2 separate regions of the Pan troglodytes genome follow, and region 2 is linked to region 1. A link is a contact called in public Hi-C data. All regions are on one chromosome and are shown on one strand. Each heading gives the region's core, a stretch centred on a gene start, on an enhancer-like site or on the middle of the called end of the contact. The rest is flanking DNA. Distances are from core to core; before and after follow the strand shown.

What was found. A called contact is a pair of places that touch in the nucleus more often than the background predicts.
Region 2: a contact with region 1 is called in a Hi-C map of induced pluripotent stem cells, with 1.7 times the contacts expected there. The contact joins the enhancer-like site here to the promoter of TGM3 in region 1. A contact is called at or near these places in 4 of 7 Hi-C or Micro-C datasets (blood, induced pluripotent stem cells and stem cell-derived neural progenitor cells) and 1 of 1 datasets of contacts at active chromatin or transcription factors (stem cell-derived excitatory neurons).

What each region holds. Positions count from the first base shown.
Region 1 is chr21:8,842,235-8,849,762 of NHGRI_mPanTro3-v2.0_pri, forward strand. It overlaps TGM3 (transglutaminase 3), which reads left to right and starts at 1,975. Exons shown (of 15, transcript XM_063803236.1): 1 at 1,975-2,130; 2 at 7,483-7,528. STK35 (serine/threonine kinase 35) reads left to right here. Exons shown (of 4, transcript XM_016937321.4): 4 at 7,483-7,528.
Region 2 is chr21:8,972,980-8,979,942 of NHGRI_mPanTro3-v2.0_pri, forward strand. It overlaps TGM3 (transglutaminase 3), which reads left to right. Exons shown (of 15, transcript XM_063803236.1): 14 at 3,167-3,300; 15 at 3,744-4,489. The coding sequence ends at 3,891. Among named protein-coding and RNA genes, the nearest start is that of TGM6, 34 kb to the right of the region's middle. Within about 2 kb of position 3,607, at least 1 of the 24 cell types and tissues checked has an H3K27ac peak or open chromatin away from gene starts, as enhancers often do. A contact at or near this core is called in induced pluripotent stem cells, where this site is marked.

The sequences.
Region 1 (7,528 bases), core at 725-3,224:
TTGGGCAAGAGGGTGAGACCGTGTCTTAGAAAGAAAAGAAAATAGAACTTGCTAGTGTCAATGCCTTTTAGCCAAAGACCACCGGGACACACCTATAGTTGAACAAGTTGGGTTGCACTGAGGGAGAGTACATACCATGACAGAACTATGGGCGGGTATCTTCGAAAAGAGGTGTTATAAAGAACCTATTACTGGGTTTCAGCTTTTATTGGTAATTTAAGGAGGGCCTATGGAAGTTGGATTCGCCCTAGACTGGAAGTGGTCAGGAAGCAGGAGCCAATTCCATGATTGGGTATCTCAATAAATCTAATCTATAGAGAAGGCAAACTAGAAGAAAGATAAAACTGTAATTAGTTAGCAGGGGGCCGGGCACGGTGGCTCACGCCTGTAATCCCAGCACTTTGGGAGGCTGAGGCAGGCAGATCATGAGGTCAGGAAATCGAGACCATCCTGGCTAACACAGTGAAACCCCATCTCTACTAAAAATACAAAAAATTAGCTGGGCGTGGTGGTGGGCACCTGTAGTCCCAGCTACTTGGGAGGCTGAGGCAGGAGAATGGCGTGAACCTGGGAGGCGGAGCTTGCAGTGAGCCGAGATCCTGCCACTGCACTCCAGCCTGGGCGACAGAGCGAGACTCTGACTCAAAAAAAAAAAAAAAAAAGAGAGAGAGAGAAAAGAAGTAGCAGTCACTCATTTTCTCCAAGACGGGTGTTTGGTATTTTGTGAGTGGCACAGTGACCGTGTTTTTGTCTGTGCTTAGACAAAATTTCAAAGTAGATTTGCTATGTCTCACTTTATCAGGCTCTCTGTAACCATATGTGAGGTTGTTATTTTGTGACGCTACGTACAATAGGAGGATAACATGGTGGAGCTGTGATGCCAGGCTAGCTTCTGAATGTCGGGGTTGCCTTTTTTTTTCCTTTTTCAATAACATGAGCATGAAATACAAAATATCACAACGATGGAAACCAAAGTAAAATTCGACATACAAATTTTAAAGAAGTAAAATCTTTATCATGAAATTTATATGTAAAAGAATCACTCAGTAAAGACAATTTCCATAAAATAAAAATGGATATGGATACTATTTAACTATGTTGTATTTAAAAAAACTGATCAAAGAATTGGTTTAATGGAAAATGCTCTGGAAAATTCTTTTGCAACAGTTCATCACTGTTGATATAATCCTAATTAAAATTATCGGACTCCAGTTTTGGTGGAGATGTAAATTTGCTAGTGTCTTTGAAGAGCAATTTAGTCATATTCATGAAAATTAAAATTGCATCTGGTCTTTGACATAGAAATTTTACTTCTGGAAATTTACAGAAAAAGTTGCACGTGTGCACGTACATACAAGGATATTACCACGCTACTCTAGTATTTTTTGTAGTAACAAAGACTGAACAAACATTAATGTCCTCCAGTAAGAAGCTGATTAAAATTCAGTATGAGACATCCATTGTACCCAAAGCTAGGTGGCCTTAAAAAGGTCAGAGTCGCTCAGCGACAGGGCTCGGCCCACCCTCGTGCAAACCCACCCCGCGGTGTGAGGCCAGGAGGGTGCGGTCACGAGGCGCCCAGGAAGTGTGTCCAATGCCTGAAGCAGCCCCCACCCCGGCGGTCCCGAGTCTGGGTCGCGCTCTGGTGTATCTCTTTTGACGTCTACTACCCACAGCCTGGTGCAGGAGAGTGGCGACGGCGAGGAGCAACTGCACGCGACTTGGGACCTTGCCCTGCTCCGCGGCCCGCGTCACCATGGCAACTGCAGGCAGCCGGCACTGACGGCGGGAAAATGAGGACCGGAGCCGGGTTACAGCCTTGGACTTCGAGCAGCCCAGGGAGAGTCTCTGCGTCCTCCAGCCCCCGCTTCCCTTCATGTCGGAGATCCCAAGCCCGCAGCGAAGTCCGCAAAGAGCTTTCCCCGACGCCTACGAGACCGGAAGTGCCTGGGCCCAGGTGGAGGAAGGACCCGCGCGGCCTCCTCCGCGCTCTCCCTGGGGTCCGTGCTCCTTCCGGCGTTTCTCCCGCGTCCTTCACCATGGCAACTCGGGCGTTGGGAGCGCGGGCTGCGAGCCGAGTGGGTGGGGAGCCGCTGGGCTCTATCCGCCAGCCCACGAGAAGTGACGAAGGTGAGGGGAGGCCGCAGGGACCTGAGGGCGGAGAGAGGAATTCAGAAAGTGCCGGGCGGCGGCTTCCGTTTCCTCTGCGGGGTCTCTGGGTGGTCGTGGCTGGGAGCTGCCGGGGCCCGGTGGCCGCGCGCCTCTGCTCCGGGCAAGCTCTCCCTGCAAGGCCCGGGCGGCGGCAGGGGGCAGTAGCGGCCCGCGATGCTCGGAGGCTCGCTGGCACGGAGCTCCCGGGCTGGGGCGTCCAGATCTGGAGAAGCCGAGGGCCTTGGTCACACTCAGAGCTGACGTCCAGTGCGGCCCTTGCTGAGGACTCGAGCGAACAGATCTCTACCCAGCCCCCGCCCCACGCGCACCCAGCCTGGGTCAGCGCGCCCTGCCCTCAGCCACGCAGCTGGTGGCTAAGCGCGGGCTCCGGGTTCAGGCTGCCTTGAGCTCTGTTGGTTCCCTCTGAAAGTGGTGATAATGATAGCAGGTATCTTGGGATTGCTTTGAGTATTAAACGACTTAATTGTACTTAGTACAATTTCTGGACTTAGTTTCTAGCACGTGGCAAGTGCTCATGGGCTTGCCTGGGGCAACTTAGTTGACCTCTCAACCTTGCCTCATTAAAAAGTGGGGATAATAATAGTACCCACTTAATATCGTTATAATAATTATAGTAGTTAATATTTGTAAAGTCTCTTGCCTTCAAGAACTTAGGACATTAAAAAAAAGATTGTGAAGTCCCTAGAATGGTGCCAGGCACATAGTAAGCTGCCTCTATTATTACCATGGTCATATTGTTGTTATCACTATGTTAAATAAAATTTATAAGAGGCTATTGGTTTGGACTGAGCTCCTGCACTATGCCCAACAGATCAACCCAACATGGAGTCACTTATGCTGAAGTTCCATGCCACCAAGCTGAAACTAAGTTGCTTATTTGACTTTCCTAGAAATCAGGAGAGAGAGACAGTTAATATAGCCAAATCCCCAAATAAACCAGCTTTAGCTGGCATGATGAGGAAGTCCTCTCTGCTTTAACCTTTACAAGGAAAATAACTTTGAAACAACCAATTCGCTTTTGTTCTGTGTTTCTGCTTTCTTCAGCCCTTTTCTGTCTATAAAGCCAGCCTCCTCAGCTCAGCTCATCAGAGCACTCATTCTGTTTTATAGAACGAGGCATCAGCTGATTCTAGAATGCAAATATAAGCCAATTAAGATTTTAAACTAAATTTCTTGTAATTTTTGTCTTTTGACAACTATTATCGTCTGTTTGCCTTGTGAGGTTGGAAAGGATTGCACTTGTCCTGCTACAAGGACTCTTAGCCTCTGGCTGGATTACAGAAACATTTGCCTGCATTTCTCCTTTTATTTCCCAAAGTTTTTCAGCCTCTTACGTGGTTCTGTAGAAGAGGCAGGATCGTGTCCTTAAAAGACTACTGGGCTGTGAGTCAGGTGGATTTTGGTCTTGATAATGCTACTTGGGCAGGTCACTGTTTCCTCATCCATCTGTAAGCCTCTTTCAACAAAGGGTAGCTGGTATTATCTATTACGCATGTTTAGCCTTTCTGGTAAGGTAATATATTTAGTAAAACTAAATTAGCATCTGTCAGCAACTCTCCAGGGTAGTAAGAGAAGGTGGCAGGTGCTTTGAGGAAGTTACAGATGAGAAGCTATGGGATTCTGAGAAGGGAGAGTAAGCTTCTTAATTTATACTTTAATTTCTAATAAGTAGAAATGTCAAGATGTACGGGGGTCAAATGAGAATGATTCTACCCCTCCACCCCACTAAAAAGTCTGGGAAAGTGAATTTTCCCCTCTGAGGCCTTCTTATTTCTCAGTTGGAAATAAAATGTATGTTGGCAGCTACATTCATTATTGCTTGCAGTGTAATCCGGCCCCTGTTATGGATTCCCAGACTTGGGCTCCTGGACTGACTTCTTCCATTGGCAAGAACATCATGTTCACCATATTCTTCTCTTTCTCTCTCTCTCTCTTTTTTTGAGACAGTCTCGCTCTGTCACCCAGGCCGGAGTGCAGTGGCATGATCTTGGCTTACTGCAACCTGCAACCTCTGCCTCCCCGGCTCAAGCAACTCTTGTGCCTCAGCTTCCCAAGTAGTTACAGGCATGCACCACCATGACCGGCTAAATTTTTGTATTTTTTAGTAGAGATGGGGTTTCACCATGTTGGCCAGTCTGGTCTTGAACTTCTAATCTCAAATCTGCCCGCCTTGGCTGCTTCCCAAAGTGCCAGGATTGCAGGTGTGAGCCACTGTGCCTGGCCCTTTGTTTTTTGTTTGTTTGTTTTTGAGACAGGGTCTCACCCTGTTGTCCAGGCTGGAGTGCAGTGGCACAGTCACAGCTCACTGTAGCCTCGTCCTCTAGAGCTCAAGTGATCCTTTCACCTCAACCTCGCTAGTAGCTGGGACCACAGGCGCACACAACCATGCCCAGCTAATTATATTTTCATTTTTTGTAGGAACGGGTGGGGTGTCTCTATGTAGCCCAGGCTGGTCTTGAACTCCTGGGCTCAAGGGATTTTCCCTCCTTGGCTTCCCAAAGTGCTGGAATTACAGACATAAACCGCTGCACCTGGCCTTCTTTCTGTTCTCAGAAACCCTCCCTTCACTCACCAGAGTGTAAGGTCCCTATTTATCCTACTTAGGTTAATGCACTAGGTTAGAGTAAGCAGTGTTTCCTAGCAGTTATGGGCATTGGCTTTTATAGTCAGGGGATTTGAGCCCTGCTGTGATTTTGAATCAATGTCTGAGCCTCAGTTTCTTCATCTTCAAAACAAGGACAGTAAAACCCCGGGATGTTGTGATGATAGCGTGAGATCTTGCACTTAAAGAATCCAGCATGGCCGGGCATGGTGGCTCACACCTGTAATCCTAGCACTTTTGGAGGCCGAGGCAGGCAGATCATGAGGTCAGGAGTTCAAGACCAGCCTGACCAACATGATGAAACCCCGTCTCTACTAAAAATACAAAAATTACCCGGGCGTGGTGGTGCAGATCTGTAATCTCAGCTACTCAGGAGACTGAGGCAGGAGAATCACTTGAACCCAGGAGGCGGAGGTTGCAGTGAGCTGAGATCGTGCCATTGCACTCCAGCCTGCATGACAGAGAGAGACTCTGACTCAAAAACAAAAAATAAAAAACAAACAAATAAAAAAAGAATCCAGCGGTACCTGCTAGGACAAGTGCTCAAAAAAAAATGTTGGCTGCTCTTCTTAAAAATATACATAAATAAATATGGGGTCTTACTGTGTTGCCCAGGCTGGTCTCAAACTCCTGGCCTGAAGCCATCCTCCTGCCCCGGCCTTCCAAAGTGCTGGGATTACAGGCGTGTGCCACCACACCCAGCTGGCTGCTCTTTTTTAGCACTGTCATCATGGTTATTACATTGTTAGTTCACAAAAGGCAGGGTGATTTTTGTAGTCTTTTTCTTCTCTTTATTGCCTGGCAGATCTCTTTATTGCCAGCAAATGTTTGTTGAGTGAATGAGTGAATCCACCCAGGAAGCTCTAGTAGCAGTGAATTTCACATTGCCCTGACTAATAGCAGCTCTGCGCCAGAAACCATATTCAGTCCCATTACCTTGTTGAATCCTCAAGTTTGATGACTTTGTCTAGCCTTCCAATTTGGCTCCTGAAGCATTGGTGTCATTGATTCACAGTCCAGAAGCTGGGAGTAATGTCTGCTGCAGATTTCTGTATTGTTTCCGTAATGAAGCTGACAGCAGCATAATATCCGTAGCCTGTGCTAAGATAGGAGTTGGGTGTCATGCTGACGTCAGGCAGTGTGTTCTCATCTCCCCAAGGATGAGCTGGCTTCCTTGATGCAGTTTCCTCATCTCATTAGTGCATTGCTTGACATTACACTTCTGAAACAGCAGGGCTCAATCAGAGTTTAGCACTGCAACTCTATCAGGGTGATAATGTCACAGGGCATCAGATTCCTTCTTTTGTCCCTCTGTGGCCACTTCCAGAGAAGTGTAGCAGCTGTAGGGGAAGGACAGACCAGGGAAGGTCTTTTTGCTTCTTCTGATCCACTCACTGTATTTGAGTTTTGGGTTAGAGAAGCCTTTAGAAACCTCTAATTTAGTACTTTTTAAATACTGTTCTGTGGGGGTTTTAGAATTCGTAGGACTCCCTCATCCTGCCAGGAGCTGTTTCTGGGGAGAATAACTACCTAAACAGGTAGAACTTGGAGCATCCTACCTCTGGTTCAACCAAAGTGAGCCCTGTGACATCTCTGGAACACTGAAGAACAAATTTCTTTTTATTCCTCAGTAGAGACTCTGAAAGCCAGTCAGCAACATTGTTGGACTTTGAGCAAGCTATTTATGCATTTGCAGTGTTTATTCATTGATTCAGCACATTCTCTGACACTTTACTAGGGGGCTGGGGATAGAGCAAGAAACAAAATAAAGATCCTGCCATCAAAGAGCTTACATTCTAGTAGGAGGAGACAGACAGTAAAATATGTGCCATGCAGGGCCTCTCCAAGGATGTAGAATGAACAGACGGCTGAAGGAAGTGAGGGCTGATAAATGGTGGAAAAATGTTCTAAGCAGAAGAAATAGCTGTGCAGAGTCTCTGAGGTAGGATGCCAGAGCAGCTGGAGAGGAGGGAATGATAGAGCCAGTGGAGGTAGACAAGAGGCTGAGGTCTAGATTACCAGGATCTTGGAGCCATGGAAAGCACTTTAGATTTTACTCAGAAGGAGATGGGAGGACATTGGAGAGGTGAAAGCAGAGGAACATTCCGGCTACTGGGTAGAGAATAGAACTTAGGGAGTGAGAGTGGAAGCAAAGCCCAAGGAGGCTTTTAGAAGGGTCCAGGTGCGAGGTGACAATAGCTTGGGCTGGCATAGTAAAGAAAGGTGAGAAGCACTTGGACTTGGGATGCATTCTGAAGGCAGACCTTACACATTCTGCTAATGAGTTCTGTGTTGGGTGAGAGAGAGAGGAATCGACCGTGACCTCAAGGCTTGGGCCTGTGCACCTGGATGAAGGGCGCTGTTTACTGAGACATTTGTCACAGTCACAGTTTGCCGATTCAACTGCTTTTCACGATGGACGAGGAACTGCTCTAGGGTGACGTCAGAAGGTCTGAGGCCAGGAGGGTGTTTTAGCTGAGGTTTCCTCATAACAGTCACTTGCCCACCGTCACACAAGTTGGATCTAGAACTAGAGCAAATGATCCCTGGTGCTAAGGCTGCATAGTGCCTATAGCATCCACAAAAATCTCATTTCTGTTTGGCTGCGCTTCAGGTCCAGGCAGCTGGTGTATTTTGATGTCTTGGTGGTTCCATGCTGTGAGAAGAGTTTGTGTCATGAAAATTAGCAGCCTTCTCTTTTCTCCCAGGAGCACCATTGAAAGAGAATTAGACAAACTGGAGTCTACTCAGAAG
Region 2 (6,963 bases), core at 2,357-4,856, 130 kb after region 1:
AGGGGCTAGAGAGCCAGTGACTGGGCAGCCAGTCTGGGGGCTGAGACGGGCAGTCGTTCAGGCCTTGGGCCATGTAACCAAACGGATCTGGTATTGTATCTAAACCCCTCCATTGATCAGTGGTGACACTGAGCAGGTCCCTTAATCTGAGTCTCAGTTGCTCCAACTCTGTCACTGGGACAATAAATTACTTCCCTTGCAGAGTGTCATTTCCTCAGGGAAGCGTTTCCTGAGCTCCCAAATTAGGCTCCCAAATTCATCTCAATTATACACCCTCAGAACATTCTGTCCTTTTCCTTCAAGGCATTTGTCCCAGCTGGAATATTATCTTTCTTTGTGCAATTATTTGGTTGTGAATCCCTACCCAACCGTAAACTCCATGAGGGCAGGCATTACCTCTGTTCTGAGTTCATCACTGTCTCCCTTAGCACAATGTCTTAGTGGATAGCCACTATTTGTAAAAGAGAAATAGCCCCTTCCTCGGGGCAGGACTGGAACAGATCCCCTTGGCTCTGGACTTGCATTCTTCCCTGCACAGGAAAGTCAGTCCAGGCTTGTGCCCTGCATGTGACAGCCTCTCCTGCTTCACAAGACATTTCTGAGAAACACTCCCCATCTCTCTAGACATGGTGGACAGCAGAGTGCCCATTCCAACTCCTGAGGCTAGAAAATGATACAGGGTGGCTGCCAGTTCAGTTATGAAAACATTCTGTACTAAAGTGATCAGTGTTTAAAAGAAGTTAGTTTTTGGCCAGGCGCAGTGGCTCACTCTTGTAATCCCAGCACATTGGGAAGCTGAGGCGGGTGGAGCACCTGAGGTCAGGAGGTCGAGACCAGCCTGGCCAACATGGTGAAACCCCGTCTCTACTAAAAATATAAAAAATTAGCCAGGCATGGTGGCAGGCACCTATAATCCCAGCTACTTGGGAGGCTGAGGCAGGAGAATTGCTTGAACCCGAGAGGCAGAGGTTGCAGTGAGCCAAGACTGCACTCCAGCCTGGCTGACAGAGTGAGACTCTGTCAAAAAAAAAAAAAAAAATTAGTGTTTTTCCCCAGTGTATTCCCCATTATATTCCCTTATCCAATGTCCTCAAACCTTCTTCCAGCATTATCTTTTATTCAACACTTTTGCTATACATCTTCCAGATTTCCATGGCAAGTCTACTTATCTTTAAGATACTACAATATCTTTAGAAAGGAAATCAGAATATATAAGGCTAGAAATGTGCTATCACTGACTCTTTTTAAAAATTTAGTCTTTTTAAATGACTCCTGATCTTCCTTCTTCGAGGCACGTTCTTTCCTCCACCTAAGCCTTCACCTAATCGAGACATTCTTGTCTCTATTGAACGGATCAGTGCCTAGCTCACTCAGAGCAGGGCACGGATTTTTAAACTGGAGAAGGTGATCTGTATGAAAAGATAATAATTTGGGTAAAACCCCATTATCTAACCTGGTGCTGACTGGCAATTAGCACTGAGGACCTTAGACCACAAAACCAGGCCAAAAACAATCTGAACATTGTTTCCAAAGGGTGATGGCCTCCCAGTTGATCCATCATCTGTGACAAGCAAACTCAGGTTTTTAGTGGCTTTTATCCTTTCCTCTGGGTACATTTACAGAGTTGGGTCAATAGGAGAGAGTGGTAAGTGGCATTAAAAAAAGAAAAAAAAAAGCATGGAAATCTCAAATTAAATATCACCATGAAAAATGTGGCAACATCTGTATAGCTTTCTTATAACCCAATAGCATAAAATTATGCTGCACTCTTCAAATTATGTCATACACTTAAATGAGTTTCATGGAAGAAATGAAAATATAGACCATGATGTCTAAAATGCTTCAATTATTCACAAATTACTGGGAGGTATTGCAGACCTATCAGAAACAGCAAAGGCTTTAGATCCAGCTGGGCTCTGCTGTTTCCTTGTGTGTGAATGTTCCAGGTTATTGAATCAGCCTGAACCTCAGCTCTGTCACTGTAAAATGGTTGCTCTGAGGATTGGTGACAAGAAAAACAAAACACAACAACAACAACAAAACCCAGCAACCTCCAGTCATCTTCAAAAGAAGAAGAAATCCAATAGCCATAAAATGTCCATTTCTATGTCCAAAATGCTTTCTTCCCCATCCTTGATCTCATTTGACCCCTTCTGGGAGGGAAGAGATGATTTTCCTTCTTTACCAGATGAGGAAGTTGAGGCGCAAAGAGATGACTTGTCTGTCCAGAATGAATTACGGCTGTTTCTTGGCAGAAACACAACAGCTTTCATCTTTTGGTCTGAATAAATAGTCCAAATTGTTTTTCTGACCCCAAACCCAGCCTTCACCTGTTCTGATCCCTGAGCAAGGACCGTGTGGTATTAGAGCTCCGCTCAGACTATAAATGGTGCACAGGGAACCTCTGGGCTCTAGAAGTTTAGAAGGACATTGGTAGACTGGGGTGTCAGCAGAGGAGAGTAGCCTGGGTTGAGCTGGGGGGACCCAACCCCTGGAAAAAGAGTTAAAGGAGCTACAGTGTGAGCCAGGGTGTGAGTAGCTGTAGGGCCTGGGGCTGCCCTTTTCAACACCTGTGGGGCCTCCCAGAGACGGAGGTTCAAGCTTTAAGGGAAGAAACAGGACCCATAAGCAGGAAAGCCAAGGAAAGTAATATTAAATCCAGCAAGTGGCTGGGCACGGTGACTCACATCTGTAATCCCAGTGCTTTGGGAGGCCAAGGCAGGAAGATCACTTGAGGCCAGGAGTTCGAGGCCAGCCTGGGCAACACAGCAACACCCTGTCCTTGCAAAAAATAAATTCAGCATGAAAAATGTCCTGACCCTCACAGAGCCCACAGTGGGGTTGGGCTGTCCTGGGAAGCAGGGTCTGAACTGGAGTCGGGGCAGGGAAGTAACAGTGTTGTTGGCTGCTGCAGGGGGCCCCTTCCCCCTCAAAGCTGAGGTTCTCATCCACAGCACAGGATAATGTCCTGGGACCATCCTGTGTATTGGGGGGCAGGGGGCATCAGACACAATGTGCCTGGCACCTAGGAGGGCTAAATGGTCTCCCCTTCTTCATCCTCAGTGACATCACCCTCTTCACTCAGTCACCCTGCCCAGCCCTCACCAAGGTGCAGGCAGGGGCTGAGCAGCTGGAGTCCTGACTCGGCAGCCCCTCTCCCCTGTAGGTGCTGAACGAGGCTCGTGTGCGGAAGCCTGTGAACGTGCAGATGCTCTTCTCCAATCCACTGGATGAGCCGGTGAGGGACTGCGTGCTGATGGTGGAGGGAAGCGGCCTGCTGTTGGGTAACCTGAAGATCGAGTGAGTCCTGGGCCTAAGTGGCCGGTGCGGGAGGGCGGGACGGGGCGGGGGCGCCCTCCAGATCCTGTGGGTGGGACAGACAGAGCTCCCTCTGACCTTGGGTTCTTTACTCTTTTGGGGGTCTTGGAACTCTAGAATCTGCTTTTGCATTTGGTTTGGGGGTTCACCAAACTTGAACTCCTGAGAAGTCCAGGTCACCAGAGCTAAGAGCTGGCCTTCAGGGCTTAGAATATTTGAGAGATCATGGGACCCCCTCCTGCTTCCCCTGCTGAAGTGTTCCAGGGCTGGAGGGGCCCCGTAACCCAGAGAGACAGCTAGAGGGAGCTAAAGAAGCAGTGGCCTTGCCCAGCCTCCATCAGAACAGGACAGGAGGTCACAGGAGGCCCGTCCAGCCCAAGGTCTGTGTGTCTCATATCAACACTGATCTGTGCCCTCCGCATCAGCGTGCCGACCCTAGGGCCCAAGGAGCGGTCCCGGGTCCGTTTTGATATCCTGCCCACCCGGAGTGGCACCAAGCAACTGCTCGCCGACTTCTCCTGCAACAAGTTCCCTGCAATCAAGGCCATGTTGTCCATTGATGTAGCCGAATGAAGGGCCCTGGTGGCCTCCCGTACAAACTTGGATAACACGGAGCAGGGAGAGCTCACCGTGGAATGAACCCCCCGCCCATGCTGTCCAGCCTGGGAAACCCTCTCCATCTCCCAAGGCTGCCAGACATGGACCTCCAGGCTCCAGCACATCCCCCTCTCCTCTCCCCCAGGTTGGGGCTGGGTCCACCCTGTCCTATGACTTGATCACTTTTGCACATTCCCTGGCCGCTTCTCCCCAGGGCTGCCTGCTCTGTGAGCCCCACAGCCCTGCTCATTCCTCACGCCCTTCAATGCTGCAGGATGGACTGGCCCCTGACCCAGGGACTCTCCAAACGGGATACAGGAGAGAAGCTGGTCTAGACTGTTTGCTGATCCCCAACCTGCACGGGGCATTCCTGCTTCTCTCTCAGGCCACCACAGAGGGCAGGGGATGGTTAGCCACCTGCCCCAGCACTCACACCCTAACTCAAAATAAATGTTAAATAAGTGCGATCACACAGCACCGACTCTACCTGACTGCTGTTGCACCTAAGATGGTGAAGGAGAGAGGAGGCTGTGGCCGTGACCTTCTGGAGCAGGGAATAAATTTGAGGAGGCCATGTTCTCTGTGTTTCAATGTCCAAAGGGAGTGGGCTTGATCTGCAAGGCTATAGGTGCAAAACTAGGGAAACATTTCAAGCCAGTTTAGGAAAACTTTCTAACATGATGTCCAAAAATAGATGAGGCTGCCTTGGGAGGTAGCTCCTGGTCACAGAAGGCTTCAAACATTCTCTGTGTGGTTGGGCAAACTTTTCAGGCCTCTCTACATGCATCAGAGTGAGAGGGGACTTCACAGTTTTTGCTGGAACCCTCTGGCAGAGCTGGTTCCGGGGGTGGCCCAGCCTCTGCTCACACGGGGCTCCACGCTCCTCTTGTGGCCAGGAGCAAATGCGTGCTTCCGCCAGCCACAGCGCTGTTAACTCAACCTGAACCTTCTCTGCCTTTATACACACTCTGATGGTTCCTCAGCCTTTGTCCCTTAAAATAACCTCAAGCAAATCCCATTAGCTTTCCTGTCGCTTGTGCTGACTAATCCCATTTTGACAACTCTGCCTCATTTTCTGAACTCAGGAGACAAGTAGAATCTAAATAGAAACCTCAACCTCACATCCAGCTCAAAGCTTCTCCCCTGGGTGCAGCGCAGGCCTTACTCACGCCTGCAGAGCAGGCACTGTCCATCTCTCACCTTCCTTCCCTTCCTTCCCCGAACTGGGGAGTTGCTTGATCCCTCAGAGTTGGAGCAGAGAGAGAAGAAGAAAAGTGACAGTCGTCTGTATCACTGGTGCTGATGTAATGCAGCCAATGATGGTCTCTGTGTCGCCAGTGTTTAAATGCAGGCTTTCTGTACTGCTTGTTGCCTGAGCCCAGGAGTTCAAGGCTGCGGTGAGCTATGATTGTGTCACTGTACTTCAGCTTGAATGACACAGTAAGACCCCATCTCTTAAAAAAAAAGCAGTCAGTAAATTAGGGATTTGGGGTTGAATCACTTACCATCCAGCTGCCTTGAACCCATCCTCATCCCATATTATCCCAGGCAATATGGATTGGGTACATCTGGGTGGATGCCCTCAAACATTTTGACTTCCAAACTCCTCTGGACCCTCAGAGCCCATAGACAGGCCTGGCCTCCTTCCTATTAAGATCCAGTAACTTCTCTCCCCACCTCCTATCCCATATGGGAAGACACTGAAGAATTCTCTCCCCTGCAGCAGGGGCCCTACTCAGGATTTATTTCTGCCTCTTCTCTTGGCCTCCAGGCTGATGTCATGTTAAGTTGCAGCATAACTCAGTTGGGGATGTGCCATATGTGATAAAGAAATAAAGGGACTATAGTCCAAAGGATCCAAAAAACTAGGATCATGTGACAGCAGGATCACGGGAGAACTCTGGGAGTGGATTTGAGGGTGCTTAATCAAGGAAGCCGTAACAGGAGCCTAAACAATGAAGAATTTATTGACTTGGGGCCATTCTTTTGTGATACGAGATTTAACACCCAGGTGAGGATCCTGAGAGCTGGTGCAAACTGGCTTAGTGGCTCCAAACATCTGGAAGAAGTGATGACTTATGCTAAGTACAGTTGACATGGCTGAATTCCTATGCTGCATGATAGAGGAAAGAATTAAAAGGCTCAGGGAAATGGCGCGTGCTGGGGTTGACATATTATGAGGGGCCAGGAGACATCTTCCAAAGGATTGTGTTCCCTCAGAGGGCCCAGGGGACCCACCCACCATTCACCAAGGCCATCAGAAATGAGTAGTGACAGAGGCATCAACATCACTAAGAAATTCAGTGGTGGCATCCTCTACATTTAAAGCAAAAATAATAGCAACATTGTAGAAGTAAAATGTATGAAAATAATAACACAATGGCCAGGAAGGAAAAAAAATACACTGATGTAAATTTCTTGTATAATACATGAAGTAATAAAATGTTAATTGAAGATAGACTGTGACAAGTTAAAGATCTGTATTATAAACCTAAAGAAACCAGTAAAAGAAAAGAAGGCCGGCGTGGTGGCTCAAACCTGCAATCTCAGCACTTTGGGAGGCCAAGATGGGTAGATCACTTGAGGCCAAGAGTTCAAGACCAGCCTGGCCAAAATGGTGAAACCCCATTTCTACTTAAAAAAAAAAAAAAAAATTATCCAGGCGTGGTGGCACATGCCTGTAGTCCCAGCTACTCAGGAGACTGAGGCAGGGGAGTTACTTGAACTTGAGAGGCAGAAGTTGCAGTGAGCCGAGATGGTGCCACTGCACTTCAGCCTGGTTGACAGAGTGAAACCCTGTTTCAAAAAAGAAAGAGAAGAAAAAGAAAAGAAAACCGGCTGGCCATGGTGGCTCACGCCTGTAATCCCAGAACTTCAGGAGTCTGAAGCAGGCAGGTCACCTGAGGTCAGGAGTTTGAGACCAGCCTGGCCAACATGTCAAAACCCCATCTCTACTAAAAATACAGAAATTAGCTGGGTGTGGTGGTGCATACCTGTAATCCCAACTACTTGGGAGGCTGAGGCAGGAAAATCTCTTGAACCTGGGAG